Regions from separate parts of the Drosophila melanogaster genome. Here region 1 is linked to region 2. Evidence: chromatin contacts called from public Hi-C data. All regions are on one chromosome and are shown on one strand. The core of a region is the stretch at or near the end of the contact, and the rest is flanking DNA. Distances in the headings are between cores, read along the strand shown. Region 1 holds the start of dah (discontinuous actin hexagon). Region 2 holds the start of Remo (Remoulade).

Evidence for each region. Hi-C and Micro-C count contacts between places; a contact is called where the count stands out from the background.
Region 1: a Hi-C map of the Kc167 cell line shows a contact between it and region 2, with 4 times the contacts expected there. The contact joins the promoter of dah here to the promoter of Remo in region 2. A contact is called at or near these places in 6 of 107 Hi-C or Micro-C datasets (the Kc167 cell line, embryo, eye imaginal disc and 2 more).

What each region holds. Positions count from the first base shown.
Region 1 is chrX:15,326,440-15,329,745 of dm6, reverse strand. It overlaps dah (discontinuous actin hexagon), which reads right to left and starts at 1,404. Exons shown (of 6, transcript NM_078607.3): 1 at 1,074-1,404; 2 at 794-1,010; 3 at 1-736. The coding sequence starts at 1,302. Top1 (Topoisomerase 1) reads right to left here. Exons shown (of 8, transcript NM_001014742.2): 8 at 1,717-3,306.
Region 2 is chrX:13,286,334-13,289,991 of dm6, reverse strand. It overlaps Remo (Remoulade), which reads right to left and starts at 1,941. Exons shown (of 3, transcript NM_132642.3): 1 at 1,367-1,941; 2 at 1,082-1,300; 3 at 1-1,025. The coding sequence starts at 1,629. It overlaps CG15743, which reads right to left. Exons shown (of 2, transcript NM_001298268.1): 1 at 3,113-3,658; 2 at 2,251-3,036. The coding sequence starts at 3,641. The coding sequence ends at 2,498.

The DNA of each region.
Region 1 (3,306 bases), core at 155-2,654, 2.0 Mb before region 2:
CTGGCACTGACTGCGCACACTGCGCGTCTCTGCGGGAATGGGCGTGGCAGCGGATTGACCCAAGGCGGGCCCACTCTCCTGCGCATTACAGAAGCCGCGACGCTCCTCCTCCTGTGTTTTGCGCGGCATCACCAGCCAGCCGCACAGCCTGGCCAGGTGGCGGGTCCAACGCAATGGCGGCTGATCCTCCACGAAGACCTCGCACATCCGATGACCCGGCTCGTGGCGACCACCAGCGAAGCCCACTGCAAAGCAGGGCAGGCACAACGATATATCCCTACACACCTGACACCGGAAACGTATGCCCACAATGTGCTCCTTGCGGCAGCCGGCACAAGAATTACTGTGAATCAAATGCTCGGTGTCCTCGATGCGTTTCACCAGTGCCAGCAGATTGCCATAGATCAGGAATCTCGTCTGGACACCCGCTCCCGTCCAGAGTTTGTGGAACTGCGGCTCGGTCAGTCCACCAACGCCATGCGGACAGCGGGCAAAGCACTGCTCCATAGCCAACGGAAGATTGTGGACGCCATAGGCCTTGGCCTCGCCCAAATAGCTGAGTAACTTGCTCAGCGTGGCTAGGAGCTGTTCGAATGCATATCTGGAGATGATCTGCGACTTGGGATCGGCCAGCAGGCCAAAGATGTCGCCCACCAGGTGATCGCTGCTATATAGCTTGCACAGCAGTATGAAGGTGATCCTGATCTCTAACAGGGATATGGAGTGTCTGCGTTGCCTAGCGAAACCAATCAAATATCAGACATATTCTTAAGATGCCAGAAACTCAACCCACGGATCGTAGACATTCCAGAAGAAGTTGGCCAACAGCCCGGTTGCCCTGTCCAGTTTATAGTTCGCATCCTGGTTGAAATGGCCTAGTTTCTCGCAGGCAAAGTATACATCGTGCAGCAGGGAGGTCAACTGGAATGGAGGAACCATCAGTTCCAGGCCACCACTCAAGTTATGGCGATCCAAAATGGCCAAAACCAGCTTGTAGGGGATTTTTCCAGCTGCAATTTGAAGGTTAATCCTTGGGGACTCCTTCGAATGGACCACCTACGCGACTGACTCACTGTGAAATATCTTTTGCAGCGCCACAAATTTACTGGCGCACCGGTATACCGTGTACTTGTAATTCCCGTAATCCCGCTGCAAGTCATCCATGATGGTGGATAGCTCTTTGTCCACCTGTTGCTTTTGTCCTTGGCCACCTTGGGATCCCTTTTCGCGGGCAATGGACGCCACGGCCTCGGCGCTATTTCGCAGTTTTGTCAGCTGCACGGGCACCGACGATCTCAGCATTTTGTCAGGCGTTTATTGTTATATATTTCCCTTGATTCTCGAATTAATTTCAGTCTCTTTTAAACGCGTCGTTTCTCGCGATCTCTTCCTCTTCCGTTAGCGCAAAAGTCAAATTGTGTGGCGTGAGGTGGCAACGCCGCGCGTGTTATCGATATCACTTCGCCGAACCGTTAGCGCTTTAAATTTGATTCAAAATTATTATTATCATTAATTAAGTCATCCGTTCGTTCTAAGAATATTTGACCATGATATAATAATTGGTAAATAAGTTTGAGCAACGGGAAATGTAAACTGAACAACTTGGGTTCACCATAGTATTTTCCCAATTTCAAAAACAAAACAAAGTTATTTAAAAACCCTTCTTTTGAATGCGAATAATTACCCAAAACGAGGAAATGGAAAGAGTGTCACATAGATTTTAAAATTAAATATATATTTTATGTATATTTGCATCATTCCATTGCAATTACATTCACTTATGCTATTTTGTTTTTCATTTACTTTGCTTTCGATTTAAAATAGTGGGTTTCTTATCATTTCGCTTGTTGTTTTTTGTTTGCTTATATCAATATTATAATATGCCAAGTTTATATGTGAGTGTTGTGGCGGGGCGGGGCGGGGCTGGGCGTTCGAAGAAGGGTTCGTAATTAGTTTATTTAACTTTTTTTTTTGCCTTTTAAAAGCATTCTCCCGCTTCCGTATGCGAATCCACGACAAACGCACACAGATGTTTGCGTTCACATTATATCAATCACTAATTATAATATGTGTTTGGGCGTGTGTGTGTGTGTGTTTATATGTATGTATATAAAGATCGTTCGCTCTTCATTTGCAATGCGCGTTTGCCATTTATGCTAGGGGGGGCGTGAGGCGAGATATAAATTTCCATCGATTTGCTTAGTTAAAAGTACGGCCATAATCGTAGCTGATGGGATTGGGGCACATGGATGTTGGGGATGTTCCTAACTCCACCTGAATCCACTGCTCTCGTCGACTGAAGGATTCAAGTGAAGGCTCGATTTTTACAAGGTTTAAGGTATAGTTTTAGCTCACTTAATTGCACATACTTCTATAGATTCTATATGTATAAAGTTCCTTTCTTTCAGATTAAAGTTCTTTCTTTCGCTGCGACTGGTTTGCTGGCTGTGTTTCTGTTTTGGTTCATCGAGTTATTTGAATTGCTCGTTTGATTTGTATCTGCAATTGGTTTTCAGTGTGATGGCGGCTTGGTTTGCGGTTGAGAACTTGAAACCTGTCTGCTTAGAGTATAGAAAGTTAAGGGTCTGTCTGCAAATCAATTTAGCATTTGTATATTTCGAAATGTTAACTAAAATGATCATAAGGTACGAAATCAAAGCGAAACCACATCGAGATCCATCCAATGTGGCTTTGTTCTTCATTTTCGGGGGCGGTCGGTCGACAAATAGCGCTGCTTCAGAGTTGAATTGAATAAATTATGCTATGCTAAAAGTTGGGCTACAAGGTTTCTCTGTTCAGTTTGCACTTATACAAATTATTATTATTATTATGATAGATAGAATAGTTTACAAAACTAGACTAACTTAGATAGTATAGCATTAGCTACGGGGCTTACAGCTATATTTATTTACAATGTTATTATATCTTAATTTAGTTAATATCTAATTTGGTAACTAATTGCTGGCTTGTTATGTACAAATGCCTGTTTTTGTTTTTGTTTTTTGTTTTCGCTAAACAAAATCAACTATAGGTAAACATAAAAAAAATTGCGTTTTAAATTGTATAATTTTCGTTTGCTTTTGCTATTAAATATATATATATATATATAGATATATATATACATCTATATTTTTATATATATATATATATCTATATATATATATTTATGTAAATGTATGTATTATATTAAAAATAAAAATATATACACAAATATTATTATATACATAAATATAAATATATATATGTATATATGTTTTATATGTAAAATTATGAAGTATAAGGGTATCTTGACAAAAAAGTTCTTTT
Region 2 (3,658 bases), core at 692-3,191:
GATGAGCGGGCAGGTTAAGCAATTGCGAAACTATGTCCATCAGCAGGTGACTTATCTCTTGCTGTTGCTGCGGCTGCTCCAGTTGATCCAAGTACTTGACCAACGTGCGTGCAATGTACTCCAAATCCATGGGATCTCGTATGCGATTCAGCTGCGTCTGCGCTTGCGTAAAGTTGTGCAAACGTCGTGCAATCTCCAGCGCATTCTGACCCTTAGTCAGCGTAAGATTCACCTTGGCGAACTGCTCCAGTATGCGTGTCGTCTCGCTGACGTACACACAACTTTCCGTATCCAAATTTAGCCACTCACCCGATGGTCCGCACTCATGCGAAGCTCGGCGGGCTTGTGTGGCATCGCTGGGCTCCTCCACGCACTCCTGCAGCACAGTCTCGCCTCGCATCGTCCTGGGCCAGTGGTAGGTGCCCTTGTTCGTGTGCACCACGCGAGCTTCACAGTACAGCGTCCCCTTGGCTACCACATGCAGAACGATGGCCTGCGATAGATTCGCCTGCTGGCTGCGCAGCGTACAATCCCACATGCCTGTGTGATTCTGGGTTAGGCTGGCAATGCGCAGTATCGATTGCAGTATGCCCGAGTCCGTGGAATGGCGAGTCTCTAGATTCACATCGCCGAAGACTTTGGTGGGATCCTGATAAATAATATCCTCCGTGGAGTTTTTGGCTCGTATCTTCTCGGACCAACCCCAGAACACATAGGCCTTTGTCGGCAGATCCTCGCTCTCCCTGGGCACACCAATGGCAACGCGTGGGGCGTGGCACTTGAGCTGCAGCTCATCGCCCTCAAAGGCCACCTGATTCTGGCTGGGAATTAGCTCGAGCAACGGTTGCAGCAGCGTCTCACAATGGAAATCCTTTCCCACGCGCAGTTTCTTTAGCGGCATACCACGAAAGTTGCCCGGCGATTCGCATTTTGGTGGCGGCTGTAGACGCACTTCACGACTGCTCGACCAGGCGATCAACCAAATTAATCCGCAATCGCAGGCCAAGGGATTTCCAGACAGGTCGCTGTAAGAAGATGATATCACTGTTTTTGCCAGGATTAGAATGGATATCCAACTTACAGCAACTTAAGCTTGGGCATTTGGTCAAAGGTGCCCTCATAGATGTGGCTAATGGCATTGCCGGCCAGCTTCAGCTTCTCCAAATGCGCCAGACTATCCCCGAAGGTGTCTTTGTCCAGTTCGGTGAGCAGATTGAACGACAAATCCAGACGCTTGAGTTCCGTAAAGTTTCGAAAATCCTCGGCGGTTATCAGTGCAATTGAATTCTTGCTGGCATTGCTATAAATATAAGTGAGTTATTTGCATTTTAGAGGAACCACAGGGGGCAACTATCGAATCACTTACATGCTGACAATACTGGTCACATCCTCTCCAAAGTCCAACTCCCGCCAGTTGGTTATCTGCTGCTCATCGCAGCGAATCTTAAGGCTGTGTATGTTTTCCGCTGTGCTCCGGCAGCTGCATTTTCGTGGGCACGATGACGCTGTTCCTTGTCCCGTCGCAATGCCCGTTTCGGGATTTTGGGGGAGCTCCGTATCTTGATGCGTTTGCACTTGCACCGCCTGGCCCCCCTCTGCTGCGGTCGACGTCGCCGTCGCTGTCGGCATCAGATTTGGGAAGAACAACAACAAGAGCAGCAGTAATCCGAGAAGGGGGAGGGGCAGCGGTGGATTGCTGGACGATGAAGGTGGAGAATGAAAAGGAGAAGGGGGGCGATCTCCACGCCCCTCTTTCGTTTGGCCGCCCATTTGGATCGATGCGAGTGATTACATGCCGGGCGCAGGAAGCGCACATTTAATTAACAATTTTCGATTTAAGCAAACGCATTATAAGCAACAACAATAATACACTGCGCTTTTTTTTTTAGTTTATACAAAAAAGTGGTACGCTAAATGTGACCGTCGAACTATCGATAGATAATACCGCCCGGTTGTAAAAAAAAATACGCAAGCTATAAAAATTGTGCATTATACTGCACTCGTGGGATATATCGATAGTTATGCTTGGTAGCTGGTGTGGTTAAGTACCCGGCTAATTATGGAGTAGAACTCGACTATTTAAAAATTCAAATTGAAAAAGTAAAAAAAATTCTTATTGCTAACAAAAAGGGTAATATTCTTTCAATTTTTAGCTATTATAGTGGGTATATAGCTAGTGGGTATATAAAGTACACGTTTTAGGCGTAAAGTCTAGACCCATTTAATGTCATTAGGAAGGGCATGTGTTCAGTTTAAAATAAGTTTATTTTGAGCCAACTGGGCGGTTTGGTTTGGTCCGGGTTCATGACCCCGCCGCGCCGCCGCACAACCAACGTAATTATGCAAAAAAAAAGAAGCACACGCACAAACAAACATTGAGATTACGAAAAACAGGTTTCCTTCTTTTAACTTAAAGCTATTTTTGAATGCTGCCTAAACGATGTGGGCGAGGGGATTTCCTCGGGAAGGGTTAGAATGTAGGGGAGCTGACCAGACCCTACGCCAGCTTGCCATTGTGCGCCTCGCGATATTTGGACAGCTTGTCCATGTACTCGTCATGCTGCTCCAAGGTGGCCAGCAGGCCCTCCGTATTGACTGGCGATTCCTCTGGTCCGTAGTTAATCAACTGATCGTTCAGCGTGGTCATTGTGCCGCCCAATGCGTGCAGAATAGCATCGCCGGCGCAAATGTCCCACTTCTTGATCTTCGACGTGTGCAAATAGGCGGTGGCATTGTTGGCCACCACCTGGAGCACCTTGTAGCCAGCTCCCGCCGCCGTCAGCAGGCTGACATTCTCGCCAAAGATGCCCCTCGCCAGATCCTTGGCACCTGCCGTGTGGGATCGCGAGACTGTAATGATGGGCGCCTGATTGTTTGGCGAATGCTGCGGATGCAGATTGGATAGGTACTCAGACATCGAGTTGCCCACCCACGCCCACGCGGTTTGTCCATTGAACGGGCTGTGGATCACGCCAATGATGGGCCTTCCGGCCACTGCCACGCACACCATGGTGGTCACGTACTCGTATAGCTCCTCTGTGGATTGAAAAATGAAATTTAGCTCCAGAACATGCCATTGTATAATATTAATAACTAAAGAAGCCATCCTCACCGGTGAACTCCTTGGTGGCATCCAACGGATCTACCCAAACAGTGACATCCTGGGCATTTACGGTCACATCCGGTATCTGTGCGGTCTCGTGGAGGACCGTTGGATCTAGATCATAGCCGTGTGCCTGCTTGCAGTGCTCCTTGTCCTCCTCGGAGAAGATTTGTACGCGGGGAAAGATTCGCTGCAGGCCCTGCTTCATCACACAATGTGACCGGCCGTCGGCATCCGTGAAGGGATCATTGACGCCCTCGTCCGTCTTGCCCTTGCTGCGCTCCTTCAGCTGGCGACTCCGGGCCACGTCCAGTACCTCGAGACCGCCACGCTGGGCGGCCTGTATGGCGGCTATTAGCATCTTGCGTAGATTGACGCGGCTGGGATTCTCACTGCGCAGCATGCCGTAGATCGCTGGCCGCTCCTCCTGATGGAAATTGAGGAAGTAGACCAGGACAAAGGTCAGCAGGATGGCCACAATGGTGGCCGGCAGCCGGTTGATGCGAATGGAGCGTCCGTTCATCTTGTCTTCGCTCATCTATTATATGCTAGACT